Regions from separate parts of the Mus musculus genome. Here all the other regions are linked to region 1. Evidence: chromatin contacts called from public Hi-C data. All regions are on one chromosome and are shown on one strand. The core of a region is the stretch at or near the end of the contact, and the rest is flanking DNA. Distances in the headings are between cores, read along the strand shown. Region 1 has its middle 230 kb from the start of Gm39035. Region 2 overlaps Chd2 (chromodomain helicase DNA binding protein 2). Region 3 has its middle 40 kb from the start of Gm6567. Region 4 has its middle 23 kb from the start of Gm6567.

Region 1 (3,326 bases), core at 513-3,012:
TTTTTTTTTTTTTTTTTTTTTTTTTTGTCTATGATTTGATACAAAAGCCTTTCCCCACCTGTCTCCCTTGGAAACTCTGATCCATGCAGTAACTCTGATTCATGCATTATGGTCTGTCTTAATCAGCAAGTCTGATGTAATGCCTCCCTTGGTTGTGTAAGTGAGGAAAAGATGCTGTACCTCTGTTGTCCTTGTGACTTGGGCTTTCAATGACTGCAACATGTGTAAGCATTTAAAAAGAAAATGTTCCACACACACATATTCTCAGAGCTTCAGCCTGGAGACAGGTTTTGATGGGTCTGGCTAGAGATTTGTCTGTGAATTTGTAGGGCTTTTGGTAGATGGCTGATGGGGTGACCCAGGTACCCTCCTCCCTCTAGAAGTTTGCACAGAGCCTCTGAGATGGCCGACCAGGCAGGAGGGATGACTGAAAAGGATATCTTCAAACAGATGCCCTGGCATAAGACACAATCGACTAGCCAAGTTGTTTGTCAGCCTTGGCCTCAATGACTTCTGCTTTTCTGCAAAAGGGTCCTGGAGGGGGAGAGGTATTAATTTCAGTGTATGTTAATGTTTGGTATAAAGAAAATTGTGGAAACTTACATCTTAAATTAGCCCAGCCATCCAGCTTGAGACAAAGTGCCAATCCTATCCACTAGACTATTGTATCTCCCCCTCCCCCCAAGTTCTAAATAAGTCATAAGAAGCCTGTAGATCATAAAAGAAACCTCACTGCAAAACAACTCATTCTCCCTCTCTCTCCCTCCCTCTCTCTCTCTCTCTCTCTCTCTCCCTCCAAGTCAGGAGGTCTTTAATTTTAATTTCCTGTCACATGTGGAAGGTACACTGAGTAACTGGGAAAAAGAGTTTGGATGAGCAAAGCCCCAGCTGAGCTAGTGGATAGAGGTTTGTGGGGAGTTGAGAAAATAGGAGGTAGTTAGTAAGGTGGGAAAATAAATTGATAAGCACACACACACACACACACACACACACACACACTACAAGCCCCCTTGATTGTTAAGATTAATTCTGATCAAATATATGAACCCCAAACTATTAAATTTTTTGCAATTCTTGGGTCTCAGCTATAATTGGAGTTGAATGTTCTGGGGAGATGTTTAACCGTTGTGTGGCTCCTAAAGAGAATCCTTAGACAGCCCTCCGCCTACACACAGAGACATACAGGCAAACCCACTCCCCCAATTCCTGTTTTCATATATAGTATCTTCATTTCTTACCTTCCCTAAAACAGTGTCATATTTTCTTGTGTCAGGGAATAAATGCGGGACACTGGATATTTCCATGCAAAAATACAAACCACGAGGATATAGTCCCCAAACTCTCACTTTTCACTTTGCATCCACAGACAGGAATGGCCACCATGCACTCTTTAAGCTGTGACAGCACATGATCGGGGACAATTGGCCAAATAGTGAATATTAGGGGAATTCTAAAGCCCCAGTGATAGACAAGTTGCCATCCACCTACAAAGGGTAAAAGAAGACATCCTGAGCAGACAGGGTAGGGAAAGCATCCCATGTTTTCTCTTGCTTTCTGTTCCCTGGGAGAGTCCTTGTGAGCACAAAGCCACGAAAACAATAGGCCCAGCTGCAAGGGCAGTAAGGCAATTTATTAGGGAGATGACATTTTTAATGAGAACCACTTGTGGGAGGAGAACAAAGGGCCTGTTTGGTCAGAAGGATGCTCTCCAGTCTCCTCTGAAGTGCATGAAAAAGTAATTTTGTTTTTTCCGCGTCATACTGCAAGCCGTGGAATTTCCTCACACCCCAGATGTTGTCCAGCACAGATGCTGAACAAATGGAGCAACCATCCCACGAGTATTTCAAAAAGGAAAAAAGAAAAAGAAAAAAAAAAGGTAGCTCAGGGGATTTTTATGAGTTTTGTGGCCAAGAAAATCATTAGCAAATAATGAGCTTAGGAAAGAAGGCTGCGGTTAGCAAGATGTGGCCGGACACACAAAACTGTTCACTGCCATCCGAAAGCAAACGGGGAGCTCCGTCTTCAGTAGAGAAAAATAGAAACCTGTGGGTGGAGCTGCGGTATCTGCTTCCTAGTGGGTCTGCTGAAATCAAGTCTTCTGAATATTGTTTTGGCTGGATTCTAAAAATGATTAAACACAGTATGTTTACTCTTTAAAATGTGAAAATCAGAGATTATTCACTGGTACTATTACTTCACACGCCTCCAGAAAAAGAGTAGTTCCAATGTTCTAGCCTCTTTCCTCTGAGAGCGATACTCAGTGTACGCTCAGTCAGCTCTGAACCTCCTCCCTCTCCCTCCCCCTCCCCTTCCCCCTCCCTCTCTCTCTCTCCCTGTCCCTCTCCCTCTTGTTGTCTGTCTCTGTCTCTCACCCTCTCTGTCCCTATGTCTATTTCTGTCTGTCTGCTTGTCTCTGTCCCTCTCTGTCTCTTTCCTTCCCTCTGTCTGTCTCTCTGTCTTTGTTTGCCTCTCTGTCTCTCTCTCCCCCTCTCTCCCTCTCTATGTCTTTGTCTCTATGTCTCTTTCTCTCTCTCCTTCTGTCTCTCCCTCTCTCTGTGTCTGTCTCTTTCTCTCTGTCCATCTTTCTCTCTCTGCCTCTCTGTCTCTATCTCTTTCTCTTCCTCTGTCTGTCTCTCTGTCTCTCACTCCCTCTCTCTTCATCTCTCTGGTCTCAGTCTTTCTCTCTTTCCCTCTTAGTCTCTGTTTCTTCCTGTCTATCTCTCCCTCTGTCTCTCTCCCTCTCTCTGTCTCTTTCTCCCCCTCTGTCTATCTCACTGTCTCTGTTTGTCTCTGTCTCTCTCCTTCTTTCTCCCTGTCTCTCTCTCTGTATCTCTCTCTACCTGTGTCTATCTCTGTTTCTCTCCCTTTCTCTCTCTCTCTCTCTCTCTCTCTCTCTCTCTCTCTCTCTCTCTGAAAGTGAATGTAGGGAATGCAGTATAGATGGAGATGGAAGGAAGAAAGTTCAGCCCAGTTTCTTCTTGGACCAGACATCAGGGGCTGCTCTGTGTCCTAGGAAGCAACAGAGGAATTTGCATGGGCTTTCTAAGTCAGTTTCCTTTCCCTACTCAGGCAGAAGCTTGCCTATGTGTCTTAGGAAGGCCCTGTTGCACCATGTTTCAGGTCAGAATTCAAGAACTAATGGTGTTTGAAAAATCAAAGCAAAAGCAAGCCTCTGATCCGAGTTTCAGAATCTCACAGGGGCACCATCAGCTGCAAAGGCTCCTGGCATGCAGGACCACCAAAGATATAGTACACAGGATGCAGAGCAGCTACAGGAAAGATCATGGGAGAATCCAAAAGGAAGATGCTACTATCCATGAGCTAAG
Region 2 (3,326 bases), core at 310-2,809, 880 kb after region 1:
TGAGGGAAAGTCTCACCAGCAGGGTCTGGGCAGGGTGCCACTATGATCAGGGGCATACAGAAAGGTTTTAGCTGGTCCAGCCACATCCACAGCCTACTCCACAAAACCATGCAAGCCAACAGGCAGCATGGGCCAAAGAAGGTTCTGACCTGAAGTATGACAGACGGGGCTTTTAGTTAAAGCCTTGATGGAATTGCCAGGACGGCTCCTTTAAAAGCCACAGACTCTGTTCTGACACACAGCTGATCCTTAGTTTTTGTACATGACCTTTCTGTTGGCACTAATTGAGCAGGGTTTGTGGTGATCACCAAACATTGAGTCCCTGCTAGGGAGGGCTGGGAGGCAAGGGCCTGCAGCTTCCAGAAGGTGGGCATCTTGGCAGCAGTGGGCTTCGAAGCCAGCTAACTAGCACTTAGATTGTCACAGCACTTGTTCCTAAAAGGTTCCCAGAGCTGTTCTAGCTGCGTCCTGAAGCAGGGGGATCACCAGGTTTCTTCACAGGACCTGTCCTCCACACTTCTCCACTCAGGCGCAAGCGTTATAGACCCAGCAGCCTCCTGCCAGGCCAGGCCTTGCACCTAAGGGTCCTGGACAACTAGCAAGGTGGAGTCCCAGCGGCCGCCCTCTCCCTGCTGAGTGGACACATGGGTGTGTTTGGCACTAAGAATTGAGAGAACCATAAAGGTTTGAGTTTTGTTTCAAAGACACTTATGTGCAAGTTTTAAAAACCCTGGGCTTGGGCAAGATTCTCCTAAACTCCATCCTAGGACAATTTCGACACATAGGCCAGGTCACCTTTCCTCTATCTGGGCCATGTTGGAGCTAAGCCTGCCGCTGTGCCAAACTGCAAGTGAACATTTGTGTCACTGTTTCCATAAGAAAAGCGTTTTTCGGGGCTGGTGAGATGGCTCAGTGGGTAAGAGCACCCAACTGCTCTTCCAAAAGTCCCGAGTTCAAATCCCAGCAATCACATGGTGGCTCACAACCATCCATAATGAGATCTGACTCCCTCTTCTGGAGTGTTTGAAGACAGCTACAGTGTACAGTGTACTTACATATAATAAATAAATAAATCTTTTTTTAAAAAATAGAAGAAAATTTTTAAAAAAAGAAAAGTGTTTTTCCGCATTCAAGAATATATAACCCAGGGCTGGAGAGATGGCTCAGTGGTTGAGAGTAGTGACTTCTCTTCCAGAGGAACCAGTTTCAATTCTCAACACCCATACAGCAGCTCACAACTGTTTGTAATTCCAAGATCTGACACCCTCACACAAACATACATGCAGGCAAAACACCAGTGCCCATAAAAGGAGAATAAATCATGAAGGAAGTTAGGAAGTTAGGAAGTTGGGGAGGGGAGGGGAGGGGAGGGGAGGGGAGGGGAGGGGAGGGGAGGGGAGGGGAGGGGAGGGGAGGGGAGAGAAAAGAAGAGAAGAGTATATAACCCAACTGATTAACTGCACTAAAGCTGTAGGCTGTAGGCCTGATGTCTTACTTCTCTCTGGACAGAGGTGGATGTTTGAAGCAGGCTCCCCATGACCACTGTGAAAGATGAGGGCAACCTCTCATGACTCAGTTTTAATGGCTCCATGCCATTCCCTGAAGTACGCAGCTGTGGTTTGTGGCTGTTCAGGGACAGAAAACTATTTAGAACCAATAACAAAAATGCAACTTAAAAAGCTTCCATTGTCGAAGATGTAAACAAGCATGGACACACAGCTTGCAGCCAGCCAGGGAGGGAGACTGTGGCGTGTGCCTCACACCAGAATGTAATGTAACTGGTTAGCCCAATTCTAAAAATCCTTAGTAACACTTTTTAATATACAAGAATCAAAAAAGTACAGCAGTTTTACAATGTAGGAAAATTTAATACATACTATATAAACAACATTATTTACATCAGAAATCACCAGGACAGTGGCATTTTTCACAAATATAAATTAATTACTGTTTAGTCAACAGGTTTCAAAAGTCCACAAGTTTACAAGAAAAACCACCTGTCCCCAAATGAGTAGGGCACAGGTGGACTACAGCAGCCTGGACCCTTGGCATGGCTCTCTTCCCAACACGGCTGGCCTCGGCTACGAGAGCACAGGTGCTGGGCTGGACCACGGCTCCTGCTGACAAGTGGGTTTGTTTGGTCTGTAGGATTTCAGTGTTGCTGTGTGTGAACGTTTAAGTGAATCACATTTGTTCTGCAAAGCCTGATGCAATGTCAGACACACCAGGTCAGAACCTCAGCAGCACAGTGAGAAATGTTGGCGCTCCCTCTGTGGGGCTTAGGAATGACTACACAGAGTAGAAGGAAGGACCATCAGGCTGGCCAAGTCAGAGAGGACACAGTGGTCAGTGGAGGCTTCATCTTCGTTTTCTAGGGCCACAGTGCATCATAGGACTTCAGGACTTGACAACATTCACACATAACTTCCTCCAAGTCCTGCCACTTCCTCAATGATGAGCAGCTGCCCAAAGCCAGGCCCCACAGAACGTCACTGGCAGCTTCTCTTACCTGTGCAAACTTCTGCTGTAAGCATCTGATGCACATACTAGTTTAAAGCAAGAGGAATGCTTCCTTTCTTTCAACCCCTCTTCAAATCCACTCCCTCACCTACAGCAGATGTTTGATGGGACATACTGTAATCTTAGAATCAATGTAACACTGATCTGGCCGATAGGGTTTTTGCTACATTTTATGGCACTATACCTCAAGTCCTGAATAGGAACAAAAGAAAGTTCCTTTTTCCTCATGATGAGACAGACAGTTTTGAGAATAATTTGTAACTTCTACCAACAAGTTGAAAGACAAGACCTAGGTGAATATGGAAAGGCAAGGCCTCCACCCTCCGCCTTCCTTCTGCAGAGGTACCTCCTGTGCCTGCTACACTCCCAACATCCAAGAGCTCAGCAAATCAAACACAGACAGTGTCAATGTGATCAGCAAGAAGCTCCATCTATGGCTCACTTTTCACTGTGTGCCCAAAATATACCTTTCAGAATTGACTGAGAAGTCCGGTAAGCCACCAGGCATCAGACTCTAGCCAGGGGACTTCTATGTGGTTGGTGGGCTCTATTGCAGGTCATGCATGCACACAGTCAAGGTGAAGGGCCTAGTGCCACGAGGAGCCCAGAAGGTCTTCGAGCATTAGCTGCAGGGACCGACTCGGCAGCAGTCAGGTCTGTGGTGCTCTAAAGCAGCGAAAGCAATGGCCCATCACAACCATGCATGGCCAGATGTTCCACTCAGGACACAACTCATGCCTGCCCTGGGGAGGTCATTAATAGTACTGCCTGGATGACCACCCCACTCAGAGTGTCCAGGGAGTCAA
Region 3 (3,326 bases), core at 316-2,815, 600 kb after region 1:
CCTCTGAGCAGGCCCTGCTAGTCAAAACCAAAGGTTTACTGTTCCACAGAGCCGCACAACCCCAGCACGATAATTGGTTCTTAAATGAGCCTGGGACCCTCAGTTTATCCAGTCACAGTGAAGTCTAGATTTAGGGTCTGTGGTTAAGATAAAGAAGGAATCCCGCTGTTAGGCATGGATGACAACATGCATTTCCCTTCCCCTTGTCCTCTCAGCTACACGGAGACCCAATGGGAAGCCATTGGAGAACCAATAGGAAGCCATTCTTAGCATCTAGGTAGCATGGAGAGCATCTAGGGAGCATGGACATTTCTGCCTGCTGGCTTCAGGATTAAGCACTGCCAGGCAGCAGCACCCACTCTGATTTTAAACTAGTTGGATTTGGATTTTTTTTTTAATTTACAATCCAAAACATCTTATCGCGGACTACTATAAATCCAGAAGGGCTCTTGGATTGGATGTCACAATTTAGGTGACATCTAAGAAAGGCCACAGATCCTGAAGTTCAAATTTTGTTTCTGGGAAGCTGATCCCTCAGGAGCCCGGCCAAGCTTCTCTGCCTGGAGCAGTCTTGACTGCCAGCCCTCCCTGAGTGGAGCCTAAAGCCCCGCAGCTTGTCACACTGTTATGTTAACAGAGCAAGCCCAGGATGCTGTTTGGCCTTTGTAGGGTGCCACAGCTCCTCCCAGGGTAGAGAAGTGCAATTCCTCTGTTCTCTCTTTCCCCCTTCCTAATCCTTGGCACCCCCCTCCCCTCCCCCTGCTCTTGCCCCGCCCCCCATGGGTCTTCAAAGGGTTAAATGCAGCTGAAGTTGCTTTTAAGAACAGCTGGAAACAAAGTGCTGCCCCAGGCTGAGAGCGGCCAGGAGGGGTCAGGAGGTTAACTGAATTATTTTCCACGGGAATAATTTTCTAAGGGAAATGGTAAAGTTATTTAAGCCACCAGGTGGGACACATAAAGGACAATCTTTCCCAGCCTTCCAGAAATGAATGCTGTTTGGCCTCACAGAAAATTTGGGGGGTTGGGGTGGGGGTGGGGAGAGGACTCAGGCTTGCATAATGAACTCTAAACCTTAGTAACATTAAATGACTTTTTGTAGCTAATTTGTATGGAGTGGGTGTGGCTGCTTTTGTTGGAAGAGTTCCAAGGACCCTCCGAGCCATATTTTCAAAAAAGAAAAGAAAAAAAAAATAGTGTCACCTGCTCAGAAATAATAGTGGGATGGGGGCTGGGAGAGAAGACTGTAATATGTTCATGCTCTTTGACACATTACTCCCACTCTTGTCATTACAGCCCAGAGAAATACACCCAACGAGGGAAATAAGCTTTATGTGCAAAGATGTTGGGTACAACATTATTTATGATTTTGGAATTAGAAAACAAAAGATTCAACGAAGGGAATAGATTATTGCACATCAGTGTGAGAGGATATCACGGGCCGTTAAAACGGCAAAGTAACAGCATGGAAACTGTCAACTTAAAAAAGCAGGCATAAAACAATACTCTGGGTGGTGGTAACCAGGTAACTGCCGTCTGCTTGTAAATAGAGGAGAGCATGGTAAGGAGGAAATCCAGCCCAGCCAATGGAATCATGGGATCTCTTCAGCCTTTGCTCAGTTCTGTGTAATGTTTATTTCTCTTCTATTGTTTAAAAAAAAAAAAAAGTTGCATTAAGGAAAATAAAATGCTTGAAAATTGTGGAGAGAAGTGTATGTGAGCCTCTGTAAATGTCTAAGAAAATACTACACTGTTTTCAAGGAATGAACTGTGTGGCAGGTGAGTTACATCTCAATAAAGCTGTTACAAAAAAACATCTTAAAAAATTTAAGTTGAGCCACTTTGGAGAAAGAGAAGAAAAGATCTTTGTTTTCCATTTAAGGAGCAATGCTTGTCAGCAGTGAGAACAGGGGCCTTTGGAATGAATTCTCCACACAATTTATTAAGTTGCTTACAATTACCACCCTAGGCCTTGTTTTATAACCAGAACATGCTCAGTGGTCTTAAAGGGACAGGGGCCTCGTTGGTCAGTCCTAAGAGATCGTTGGTAGTGGGAGAAAAGTTCCAGAGTTAGACAGACTACTGCTCTGGCAACTGTCATCCCTGACTCTTAGCAGCAGCAACTACACAAAAGTCTCTCGGGTCAGGGCTCCCAGCATATCCCAGGCTGGTGTGATAGCTCTTAGGCTCTGGATGCAGGGACCCTCGGCCCCTTAGGACTTTTTGGACCCCTGGAACTTTCCATCATCATTCTTTTGTCAAAGGTCTTCAAGTGTCCCACCTTCAGCTCTGTTGGTTCTCTGCCCTCTTTTTTGCCTTCTCCATATTTTCACCATCTATCGTCCCTGGGGCCTGTTCCCTCCCCTGCCTCTATAGCAGATCGCCTGCATTCTCAATAATCCAGACTCCCACTGAGGCAACAGCCCCTACTGCTATCTTCTCCTCTTTGGGTTACCAGCTCATGCTACCCGTGATAAAATGAGTATCTAAGGAAAGACCATTACGGAGAAATCTTTGATTGGCCCTAAGGATGCCACACCAGAGGGTAGCATAAGAGGTGTCTCCTAGGTGACTCAAAACACATGCATTATATAGCCAGAGGTGGGTCCCGGTGGGTATGGCATGGAAATAGAGGTTTATAGTTTGTGCAAACCACAGTTTATCTTCCAGTTTCATCAATCAAAAGCCTTAGACAAAGACAAATCACATGATTATTTTTTTCTTGGATTACTAGACAAGTGCCCCTCCGCTGTGTGAGAGAAAGAATGAGCTACAAGGTGAACAGAGTTATCTAGAAACTCAGAGGCTTTGGAGAGCTGAGCCTGCTAGAGCTATCTGAAACTGTAGCAGGAGCAGGATCCAGGCCCCTTAAATGTCTTGTTACTGCTTTGCTGAGATATAATTTGCCATGGGTGATGAAGCCAGTGACCTCCTAATGTGAAAATCCTACAGACTAGTGGCAGTGGAGGTGGCCCTGAAACTGGAAAGACCTGGGGTTTTGAATACTGTCTCCAGGATTCCAGCACTTTCACATCACTTACGTTACCAGAAGCATGCCTTTCTATGCTGGGTTTCCAAACGCAACTGAAACAAAATAAAAATATGTGACCGCTCCTGACATACAGCGGTATAATGGCAACCCAGGTATCTTCCTCAAGATAACAATAACTGACCAATATTTCTTCTGCTAAAATAAACTCATGCTACCTCTTTCCTGCTCTCTTGCCTCTGCTCCCAGCTCCTCACACCCGTCTGCCTTCTTCATTTTCCCCTAACCAAGTCCCAGGACCCCAGCCTCGTACTGTCAGTCAGCACCAGCTCGGCCCACA
Region 4 (3,326 bases), core at 216-2,715, 580 kb after region 1:
AATGAGATCAATGAGGAGTTTCTCATACTTTAAGGAACTCAGCATGTACTGTTTGATGATGTCCTAGGCTAAAGACCATAAAACCAGGACTTTTTGGCTAGGGAATCATTTGGCATAGATTTAAAGCCATATTGATTCACCTCTGCTCATTGCCCGGGGGGGGGGGGGGTGGAGGGGGTGGGGTGAAGGGGTTGGCATGACCAGGTTGGTTTGAACTTGTGTTGTAGGTCGGGAGCTGCTTCCTCATGCTTAGCAATGACAAGCTCACAGACATTTTCTTTTGGAGTGTGTAGCCGCCATCTCTCGCCCACAGATGAAGAGAGTGATGTCAAGAGGCAGCAATGAAACCATCACTCATTTTCTCCATTTCGTCAGAGGGAGAGCCTCCTCCTGTGGCCACACAGTCATGTCAATGGCCTGTCACAAAGCACATCGTTCAGCTTACGTTTTTGTAACCAAATCAGTTGCACCCCTCCACCCCCACCCCCACCCCCACCCGTCAACTATGAAAACAAACAAATTCTCTGGTTTTGTTTTTTTTTTGTTTTTTTGTTTTTTTGTTTTTTGTTTTTTGTTTTTCCAGATCTTCTTGCCTTTGGCGATCTCAGAATGCGAGGAGTGGGCCAGCATGGGGAGACAGATGTCTGCTAAGATTTCTCTCTGTTCTCAGTTCCTTTTGTAAAGTGATAGATGCGAGCAAGCTTCTCCCTGACCTAGTTCAGTTCACTTCGGAAGTGCTAGTGCTGCCTCGGGACTGAACCAGGCTCTCTCTTTCCCCACAGCAGGAAAAAGAAAAAAAAATGGCTGTTCCCAACTACGCTTCTATCCACACACCCTGCATGGACATCTCACTCCAAAGAAAGGCACCAGAGTTTCAGGAGTTTCAAGCACTCTGATAAAGTAGCCTTCTTTGCTGACTAGGGTTAGGCTCTCTTTGCAGCTATGGGAAGGCACTGCTATAGGAAACCACCCAAAAGGGCCTCTCCGACCTGGGTAGAAAACTCTGGCCCAAATCTCTGGTGAAAACTCAGAAGATGGCGCACAGAACCTGTTGGCCTTGACTGCAAGTTTTGAGTCAAAGAACCTTGGGACTCAAAGTTTGGATGGGTGGGGGTGGGGGAATGGGTCTGAATGGAAATCCAGAATGATGAGGCCTCTGACCCCAGGGAGACCTCCTGGGCCTCATTTTGGGTATGAATGTCATATGTTTTGTGCTGATGGAATATGACTCCTGCCATATATACCCCCATAAGTCTGCCATGGAAATGAAAGTACATTCTCAAAGCACTGAGCTCAGAGAAGCACTGCCCTTGACTCAGAGAAGGAAGACACACGGAAGTGTGACTGTCAGTTACCAGAGAAAACTTTTTAACGTAGGCCTTGCCAAAAGATGAAGGCCTTAGGTGGCTGTTTCACCCTTTAGTCTTTGGGGTTTTCTACATAAATTGATTAGAAACACAGCTTCCAGACAAGACATATGCGTGTAATCCCAGCATGACACACGCTTGTAATCCCAGAACTAGGGAGTTGTAAGCAAGAGGATCAGGGCTTGGAGGCCAGCCTAGGCTAAATGAGACACTATCTGAAATAAGAATAATAAAATACTACTTCCTCCTGGAAAAAAAAAAAAGCCAGACAGCCACCAACTGGAGTATATACAAGCCTGGCGATGGGTTTCATCAACAGAAGTGCAGAGAATAGCCAGCTTGCTTTGCCAGGCACAGGCTAAAGCTCACTGCCCAGAGGCACCAGGGACAGGTTCCACATGCTTGACACAGAGCCAGGAGTTCTGGAGCCAACTCAAAGTCTCTGTCCTCAGAAGAGCTCAGAAGAAAAAAAAAAATGCACTGGAATAAAGTAGTCAATGCCCACCCAATACCCAAAGTACAAAAACTCCATGCCTTGGACTCGCTGAGTCCAGAGTTCAGGCTGAGTCTTAATGATGTGGGAAGCATTACAGACTGTGGACAGACAGCCACCTCCCTGCCATCGGCAGAACAATCGGAAGACAGAGACGATGCATAGGGGCCCAGAGGATCCTGCTGGGCTCTAGGCTCAATCATTGCTCTGTGGATTTGCAATATGGGAGTACATTGTGCACAAACAAGCTTTGTATTCTGCACAGCTTCAACCTTGCTTCTTGTGTGTCTCTTTGCAATATAAACTTAAATATATACTTTAATGTGCTCAGCCTACCGAGGACTGATGGAGGAATGGCTGAAGACAGCCGGAACACTTGATGTGAAAAAAATTCTATAGCTTGAAAGGATGCCCAGAAAGGCTTCAGGGTGACCCAAATAAGGACACAGGGCAATACATCTTGAATCTTCTTTCCTCTGATTCAGGAACAGAATATGGACCACCACTGCCAGCCAGCCAGCCAGCAGGATCTTCAGCGCAGTACATTCCCAAAAGTTTCTCCAGAGGGAATATCTGTGTGGTTCAGGGATGTTTCAGAGCTGGCTAAGCCTTCCCTGTGTGTGCCAACCAATATAATTAAAAATGCATCCCAAGTAAACCTCAGACAACTGAGCCCTCCGCTGCAACGTGGGGGGGCGCGCTCACTGTCGGAGGGTGGTCACCCCGGTGGGCGCAAACATTGCCCCAGGTGCTCTGCAGCTGGCTGCAAAGGCTCGTGAAATTCTATCCTTTCAAGTTCCCAGTGTGCTGGAGAGCAACCCTGAGAGGCCGGCTGGCAGCCCTGCCCCACCTGTGGAAACTAATGATACCAGCTCAGCATATTGGCAGAGGAAGGAAACTTGCACTGCAAACAGACCTACCGAAACACTGGAAGTATGTCTGAACAGAAGCACATTGATTCAAGTCGCTCAAAGATCAAATTACTCTCCCAGCCCAGGTGATTTTGTCCTAGAAGCCAGGATACTTGTATCGACAAGAATATTGATGAAAAACCACTCGCTGCATCTCGGCGGACCATATTAAGGCTGTTAATCTCGGAAGTGTCCCATAATTTTTATCCGACATGCAGACTCTTCATTGGAAAGAGTTTTAACTCCAATGCAAACAGTAATAAGGAAATAAAATCACTGGTGTATGTCTTTTCCAATATCGGACTTGGTAAGAATTCTTGACTTCTATGGTCAATTGAAGCTCATCTTAAATAAAAAGCTTTGTTTCTTCCAACAGACTTCCAAGACTAATTGCTTTTTTTTTTCAAGTCCACAGCAATTTCAAAAAAGAAAATAAAAGATGAGGCCAAAGCTATTCTTGAACCACGCAGGCAAGCAAACCGCCAGACAAATGGGATTCCCGGGAGGGCTGTAACACAGAAATCAGCAATTCCAGGAAGAGGTTCCCCCTGCTCC

The links. Hi-C and Micro-C count contacts between places; a contact is called where the count stands out from the background.
Region 2: a Hi-C map of muscle stem cells shows a contact between it and region 1, with 4 times the contacts expected there. The contact joins two enhancer-like sites. A contact is called at or near these places in 17 of 484 Hi-C or Micro-C datasets (the AML12 cell line, beige adipocytes, brown adipocytes and 10 more) and 3 of 115 datasets of contacts at active chromatin or transcription factors (astrocytes, embryonic fibroblasts and fibro-adipogenic progenitors).
Region 3: a contact with region 1 is called in a Hi-C map of uterus, with 2.3 times the contacts expected there. The contact joins two enhancer-like sites. A contact is called at or near these places in 1 of 484 Hi-C or Micro-C datasets (uterus), 2 of 115 datasets of contacts at active chromatin or transcription factors (embryonic basal ganglia and embryonic stem cells) and 1 of 9 other capture datasets (embryonic stem cells).
Region 4: a Hi-C map of muscle stem cells shows a contact between it and region 1, with 2.8 times the contacts expected there. The contact joins two enhancer-like sites. A contact is called at or near these places in 2 of 484 Hi-C or Micro-C datasets (muscle stem cells and uterus) and 1 of 115 datasets of contacts at active chromatin or transcription factors (embryonic basal ganglia).

Annotation. Positions count from the first base shown.
Region 1 is chr7:72,540,014-72,543,339 of GRCm38.p6, forward strand. No RefSeq gene overlaps it. Among named protein-coding and RNA genes, the nearest start is that of Gm39035, 230 kb to the left of the region's middle. Within about 2 kb of position 1,763, at least 78 of the 459 cell types and tissues checked have an H3K27ac peak or open chromatin away from gene starts, as enhancers often do. A contact at or near this core is called in embryonic fibroblasts, muscle stem cells and uterus, where this site is marked.
Region 2 is chr7:73,424,847-73,428,172 of GRCm38.p6, forward strand. It overlaps Chd2 (chromodomain helicase DNA binding protein 2), which reads right to left. Exons shown (of 39, transcript NM_001081345.2): 39 at 1,806-3,326. Among named protein-coding and RNA genes, the nearest start is that of A730056A06Rik, 51 kb to the left of the region's middle. Within about 2 kb of position 1,560, at least 36 of the 459 cell types and tissues checked have an H3K27ac peak or open chromatin away from gene starts, as enhancers often do. A contact at or near this core is called in embryonic fibroblasts and muscle stem cells, where this site is marked.
Region 3 is chr7:73,140,661-73,143,986 of GRCm38.p6, forward strand. No RefSeq gene overlaps it. Among named protein-coding and RNA genes, the nearest start is that of Gm6567, 40 kb to the left of the region's middle. Within about 2 kb of position 1,566, at least 34 of the 459 cell types and tissues checked have an H3K27ac peak or open chromatin away from gene starts, as enhancers often do. A contact at or near this core is called in uterus, where this site is marked.
Region 4 is chr7:73,123,411-73,126,736 of GRCm38.p6, forward strand. No RefSeq gene overlaps it. Among named protein-coding and RNA genes, the nearest start is that of Gm6567, 23 kb to the left of the region's middle. Within about 2 kb of position 1,466, at least 4 of the 459 cell types and tissues checked have an H3K27ac peak or open chromatin away from gene starts, as enhancers often do. A contact at or near this core is called in muscle stem cells, where this site is marked.